Linked DNA regions of Anas platyrhynchos: region 1 is linked to region 2. The links are chromatin contacts, called in public Hi-C maps. All regions are on one chromosome and are shown on one strand. Each heading gives the region's core, a stretch centred on a gene start, on an enhancer-like site or on the middle of the called end of the contact. The rest is flanking DNA. Distances are from core to core; before and after follow the strand shown. Region 1 has its middle 22 kb from the start of GLI2. Region 2 holds the start of LOC101789531.

Region 1 (3,537 bases), core at 430-2,929, 280 kb before region 2:
AAAAATATTTGTGAAGTCCTTTTAAATAGGGAGTTGCATGCAAGCAGCGCATTTAGGAGATGTGAAGTCCTACCGTCCACCTGGATCAAGTGCATGGTGCATTAACTAAATTAGAATTTAAGAGTGGCTGTGAAATCAGGGTCAGATCAGAGGTCTATCTAATCAAGTCCCATATGTCCAGGACACACAAAAAAGAAGATACCTAGGAAAGAATAAGCTCCAATCATTTCTAGCTTATGGTAGCTCAACTAGAGGTTGTTTCTGTCTATTTAATAAACTTCAATTAATTACACTTCCCTGAACTTGCCTAGCCTGTCCTTGAACCTATCCACAACATCCTGCAGCAAGGATTTCTCTGCATTAATTTTACACTATATGAAAAACCACTTTGTACAGAAGCCATTCTATATATCTGATGATCCCCATTGTCCTTTTACAAACCTTTTCCAGTTCTATTGTACTGACAAATTTTGTCACCTAACAATTAATTTCTTCGAGATCTGTCATTGGCGTGTTGAACAGCACAAGTCCCAGACATCCATCTTTTTAGACATCCAAGCAGTATATATGAATTGGCTTTTCCTTATCCGCATGCTTGCTGACCTTTCAAAGAACCATGACGGATTTTGATGCACGAGCAAAAAGACTTTGTATAGGTTCCTGCCATACAAGTCTGCCCATCAGACACTGGCCAGTTGCCTTATCCTGGTGTACCTAAAGCAAGATCTGCTTTTGGTTTTAATGTTCTTTGTTCATGATTCTTAAAATGTTGAATCAAAGTACTCTGTGGTCACTATTATAGGTCAACACTTTGACTATAATATTTTGACTTCTCCATGATCTATTCCTTCAGTCATACTTCCAAGATATTTAAATTCCCAATAAATTTGCAGATGGCACTTTTTTCACTTCCTTTTCTGAGGCAAATAAGATACTTATACTCATCAGTTGTGGGCAGACAACTTGACATAAAAGGCAGGGTTCAAAGCCTGAAATTTTCTAGATTCTAATTGCAAAATTGCAACAAAAATAAAAGATCTTATCTGAGATAAATTGCTGTTACATAATTAACACTACTTACTTGAAAATATGTTATGTTCTAAAAATGCTAGAGGGTAAAAAAAATACAACAACAATGATGAGATGAAGGAAAAAAATTGTGTACTCCAATTTTCAGGCACGAGTGGGAAGGAACTGCAGAATGCTGGGACAAAGATGTGTAGGACAAATATATCGCCTGCATGTGTACTGTTACCAAAATACTCACTGAAACACATGGGGGATAAACAACCTTATTTAGAATACAAGATTGCACACACAGTTAAAAAGCTGGGAAAATAACTTGAAAACCTAATGAGCATCAAATGGATACTGTGGAGGAAAATGCCAGAGAAATGGCAGGTGTGAAGGCTACGTAAGATGATCTTCGATGAAGAAGTCAAGAGGGTTATGAGTACTTAAGATTTGTATCACTTGTTCAGATTAAAGATGATAGCTCTTAACAGGAGGACGCTACTGACGAATTACATTGTCAAAATATTGTTGTTATATAGGCATGAAGAGTAAAATATGTTTAAACACACAGTTTTGGATATAGTGAGATATCTGTTCAGCTCAAAGTAAAGGATGCAGCTATTGCTTAAAAAGTAGGATCTTGTCTGCAATCAGAAATGTGCATGCTGGGATAAGTCTATTCATGGGAACTACGGGCATTACACTTAAGAAAGACACGGAGTCTGAGGAGAACAAGCATGAAGGTCACGGATTATAGACCTCTGACCAAGGACGCAATGTTGACGTTACTGGATTAGGAAGACACTGAGAAGATACAGTGGTCTGTAAATGATCAGAAGAATGCTGTACAGAGTAAAGTCAATGTTTCTATTTAATTGCTTGATAGTTATGGCAAAAATTAGATTGGTAACAACGCTTAATAACTGTAGGGGTAGGGAAGAAAACTAAAAGGTCACCTAAAATGACTAGTGAAACTACACAATGGGAATTTTTCTACAACCATATTCCTCCTGGGAGTGTAGTTGACCCTGTTCTGTACCAGAGAACTTCTCTAAGTCCCTCCAGACCTGATCAGTGATATCTGTGTTTCTATTAAGTTATGCAAAAGGCTCGATGATTATGAGAAGATGATGATGGTTACCATATTGTTTTCCAAATCAAACCGGCGTGTTATAAAGACTGATAAAAAAAATGTTGACTTAAAAACGAACACCATCACCAACAAAAAAAATATTTTTCCCCTGAAAAATCTACATTTTTATGGAGAAATAAAAACAAAACCACAAAACCTGTATCAAAATATTTCAAATGAAAACAAATATTCTGATTGAAATAAAGAAATACTCCAATTTAAGAGTGTTGCCCTGGTAACCAGGGACACTGTCATTCTGTGGTCCTGTTCTTCCCGTTCTCCCCCATGAGTCAGCCTTCCAGCTCGCCCAGCCCTCCTGCAGCTGGGACTCCTGTTAGGGGCTGTTTTTCCTTTTCCCAAAGGGTGGATCGTGAAATACCACAGTACCTACAGCCCAAAGAGGATGCACAGCTGGAAGTGAACAGGATCTAGAGGAACCCACAGCATAATTTCAATGATGCATGAGGCAAAATATATAGATAGAAATAATTTCTATACAAAATAATTACTTTTCATAGATTTTTTTATTTTTTTATTTTTTTTTTTTTAGGAAACGAACAGCTGTCCCTTGTCAACCACAGCTTCAGAAGGACTCCAAATTAATTTTTGACAAATTCTTGACAGCACCCCTCATATCTCTAACACATCACAGGGAATTATCTGATTCTGTAACTTTTGACTACTTTGGTGTCCCTCACATGAAGGAACAGCTTTTGCCAACATTCACTCCAGCCATTGGAAAAGTCAATATCATAAGCTTCCCCTAAAGCAAGATTCAGCCTCCACCAGGCTGCGCTCAGAGGCTCAGCACTGTACTCAAAAAATGAGAAAATAAAACACTGATAAAATAAACATACCTTCATCCCGATTCAATGGGAAGTCTATCGCTCCTTATTAATAATGTCTCTTCCAGATGAATGATCTGGCGAGACAGCAATTTCACTGTCCTGTGTTCACATTTCAGAGGGGGGCTCTAAAAGGAGCAGCTGGCTGACTTCGTGGAATGGGCCAGCAACTCCAGCAGAGCCCAGAGGGGTATTTTAGGCAATATTCTTCAATAACAGCTTCACGTAGTGCTCAGGTGAACGGCAGTGCCCCACCTAAATATTTGACCTGAAGCTGCCACTGAGCAGGCTCTCCAGCCTGACTTCTTTGATGGATCGATTTGGAATGTGTTAATGGCATTACTCAGCACAATAAATAAAATGCGACTCACCTTAACGTTTCTTGGAAGTAGTCATGGAGTTTATGACACCCGGTGGGAACAGCAAGAGAGGGTCATCTGGAAGGAACAGGGAAACATGCCGAGTACTCACAGGGGAAATTTCAAGAAACAGATGGAGAAAATATCAGAATTCTCAGTAGCCTCCAAGGAACAGATGAAAAACTTG
Region 2 (3,428 bases), core at 643-3,142:
ACCATGATTTCCATGGTTTTCCACTTGAGGACGTTTTACTCTGTTTAAGAATGATCAGGTATACACTAAAATAGTTAAAAATGAACGATTTTACCTAGAACTGGCTTAGATCAAGTAGTCACATTCAAAATTATCTGAAATATTAAGGAGTGTGCAAAAGAAATTCTGCACAAATATTTTACATAGAAGAACAAACACTTGAATGCTGACAATGAGATTCACTCTTTAGGACTAAAATTAATGTAATTTTACCTGTGATTTTAGCATGGTACAATTGCTTTGAGACTGTGAGAGACCAGTAAACCAGCTCTCTGTATGCTTTGTAGTGATCCTCATATTATAGATATGTAGAAAAATGAAACAAACTGCCATTTATGTTTCTTAGTTCCACAATAGTTGGAAGAAGAAGAAGAAAGAAAAAAAGAAAAAAAAAAGCCCACCCACACAACTCAGACATTTTCAAATACATCTCATCCCTTTCTGCTAATTAAACCCATGCCCACAATTCAAACTTTAAGAAAAACATGTCAAGTCCCCCGTTTCAAAACAAAGCAGAACTTAAAGGCTTATGAGCAGAAACAGATACTATTTGGTGTCACTGGGACTATGACCAGTTTCCTTGCATTTGTCCTGTAACAAATGCCCAATTTTCAGGTGAGCTGCCCTCTCCCAGATAAGATTTTATTGCTGGCTCCTTTCCGCTTTATCTGTTCGGAATGCAAGTGCCCTGACATTGCAACAGGCTGCAGTGGGCAGCTGCAGTGACAGGATTAACGCTGACCTGTTTTTCAAATAAAGCACTGGAGCAAAGGTGGAACACACAGAAAATTAGTTTCCATTTTCTGAAGATTTTTTTTAAGGCTTACCATTTAGGAAATAACAACACTGATGGGGGGGAATACTAAATTTAAGGGTGAGGCCAAGCGGAGCCCCGATACTTTCCAGGTCAATCAGACTACTGTAGAAAGAAAAAGGGCAGCTGGCACAACACATCCGGCCAGGGCACTCACAGACCTCAAAGGATGAGCTGAAGCAAAGTAACAGAGCTGCTCGCGTTCTGCAGCAACTGAGCAGACACATAAGGATCTGCCACCTTCTGTTGCTAGTGAGGACGATATAATGACGGAAATAATTAGTTAATCTTTCGTTTAAATAAAGCATTGGGGGAAAATGCTAAAAATAAACACTGATTCATTCCTTGTCAAGGAAGTTTCTCCTGTCAATTATCACATTGTTACTGCTGTTTTTAATCTAGTCAGATGGTGAGATTGGCAAATCCCTTCTGCAGGGGCTTCTGGGTGTTATTTTGTAGAGAATCTTGCTTGAAGGACTGATTACTGCTTTTATGGGAGCCAGTGGGAGTTTGGCCACAGTCCTTCACGCATGTTAATTTGAGGGACTTCCAAATGTTAGCTAATGATCTCAGACTTCTTTTTATGAAAGATGTGTGGGTTTGTTTTGGGGTTTGTTTTTTTGTTTTGTTTTGTTTTTAATCCCTAGCAGGAGGCAATTAAGAGGCTCTGGGGAAAGTTCTGCACTGAAGCTCTGGTCCAGCCTCTCCACAACTCCAGAAGAACTAGCATAAAAAAATAAAAATCAGCAGCATACATTACCACCATACTGGCACATACTGTAAATTTTAATTGAAGATGCTCATATTATTCATCTAGCCCAGGCCACGTGCTTTGCATTGCTCTGGGCTGGGTGTATTTATTGGCCTCCACTTATAACTTGAAAAAACAATTACACGTGTAATATTTTTTTTTCCAGGCACAATACTAATGAAGAAGCAGTAGCCTCGCCCCAAAGCAGGAAAACACGTCAATGTAGAAAATAGAGGCACATGTGGGCGGGGGAGTTTCAATCCCGATTGTTTTGCGAAGCCTCACGTAGCTGTAAAGGAGAAACAGAGAGCAAAATAAATAAAGGGAAAGAAGAAACCATGGAGGCTGCAGCAGCCGCGCAGGACGCCAAGGCCACAAGCCCAAGCAAGCAGCGGGACCGCGGCTCCGCGGCAAGCTCGCAGAGAGGATCTGGGGCTAAAGGCTGACTTAAAAGGGCTTGGAAGCGCATACAAAAACAAACAAAGAAAAAAAAAATAATACAACATAAACCCCCAAACTCCGTCCCCAGCTGTGCTGAGAACAGCCACCAGGTGCCGTGCCCCCCTGCTGACGGGGCCCGGACCAGCCCTCACCGCCCCCCCTGAGATGGCGGCCGCCGGCCCCCGGCCGGCAACCCCAGGCCGCGCAGGCCTGGGCCGGGCCGCGCCTCCCGCCCGCCCCCCGGCTGCGGCTCCCGGCCCGGCCAGAGGCGAGGGGGAGCCCCGGGGGCTGCGGGCAGAGCCGGGGGCAGGCGGCGGGGAGCCCCTTCCCCTGCCCCTTCCTCGCTGCGCCGAGGCCGCGGTGAGTAGCGCTGCCCCCGGGCCGCGGGCGGTGCGGGAAGGGCGAGGGAAGCAGCGGCGGGGCTGCGGGCAGGCTCCCCCCACAGCCCTTTTCCAAAAAAAAATAAAACCCTAAAGCGGCAAAAACGCCAAGCGCAAGACAAAGAAATGCAAGCATCCGAAGGCCGAGCCAGAGCGGGTCTGGCTTGGGATGAATGCTGGACCACGGTAGCTGGGAGTGAGGGGTTCTCAGAAAGGCAGGCTCCGGTCAAAAATGGGCCCTGTCATTCTGCGGCTGAATATGAAAACAGCTTGCAAAACATTTTTTTCAGGCTTCTAACAAAAGAGTTGGGTCCTTCTTTTACCCTGGTATCTAGGCTACATTGTGCAGGCTCATGCGTATCACTGGTTTTGTTCACATGAGTAATTCCATTTGAATTTGGGCTGTCAACGTGCGTGTGTAAAGTTACTCATATGCTTTCTGTCTTCTTTATATATTGAAATTATGTGGGTTTGTATTTTTTCCATTTGCTGGTGCAGCCCAGTAGCTGTTGGCATCAAGGTTATTGTGAGGCAGCACAGTCATTACCCTTTGCCTGCCTGACACCATTTATTTTTCACTGACAGGCTGAAATCTAACTATTCCTCTGAACGCAACCTATTCCAGCTATGCAATCGTATCATCTGTCTTCATGCAGCCATCTCTCACCTGAGTGTTTAATTTATTTTCCCTATAAAGGATCCTTTTTGCACTGACAGGCTCTCCAGTTGTGCCGTCTGATGCTTTTTCACGAAGAAGTCATGAAGTCTTTCATGACTTTTCCCATACTGTATCATCTAAATTCGTTCCGATTCAGACATGATATCTGGATGTTTTAAGATTTGCCAGCTGGAACATTTTATTATTTTCATTGCCAAATGCCCTCTCTTTTCTCTTTTTTTCAGGTTACAGCTTCTGCCATTCTCACAACCTTGTGCATCTTCTCTACCCCTTTCTCCATGCTTGTCTAAGGGCAAAATGTCTTTGGAACAGGAAAAGCACATT

What was found. Hi-C and Micro-C count contacts between places; a contact is called where the count stands out from the background.
Region 1: a contact with region 2 is called in a Hi-C map of F1 follicle, with 4 times the contacts expected there. The contact joins the enhancer-like site here to the promoter of LOC101789531 in region 2. A contact is called at or near these places in 3 of 8 Hi-C or Micro-C datasets (F1 follicle, liver and subcutaneous adipose tissue).

Annotation. Positions count from the first base shown.
Region 1 is chr7:14,180,018-14,183,554 of IASCAAS_PekinDuck_T2T, reverse strand. No RefSeq gene overlaps it. Among named protein-coding and RNA genes, the nearest start is that of GLI2, 22 kb to the left of the region's middle. Within about 2 kb of position 1,679, at least 1 of the 8 cell types and tissues checked has an H3K27ac peak or open chromatin away from gene starts, as enhancers often do.
Region 2 is chr7:13,904,836-13,908,263 of IASCAAS_PekinDuck_T2T, reverse strand. It overlaps LOC101789531, which reads left to right and starts at 1,892. Exons shown (of 9, transcript XM_005017512.5): 1 at 1,892-2,405; 2 at 3,329-3,428.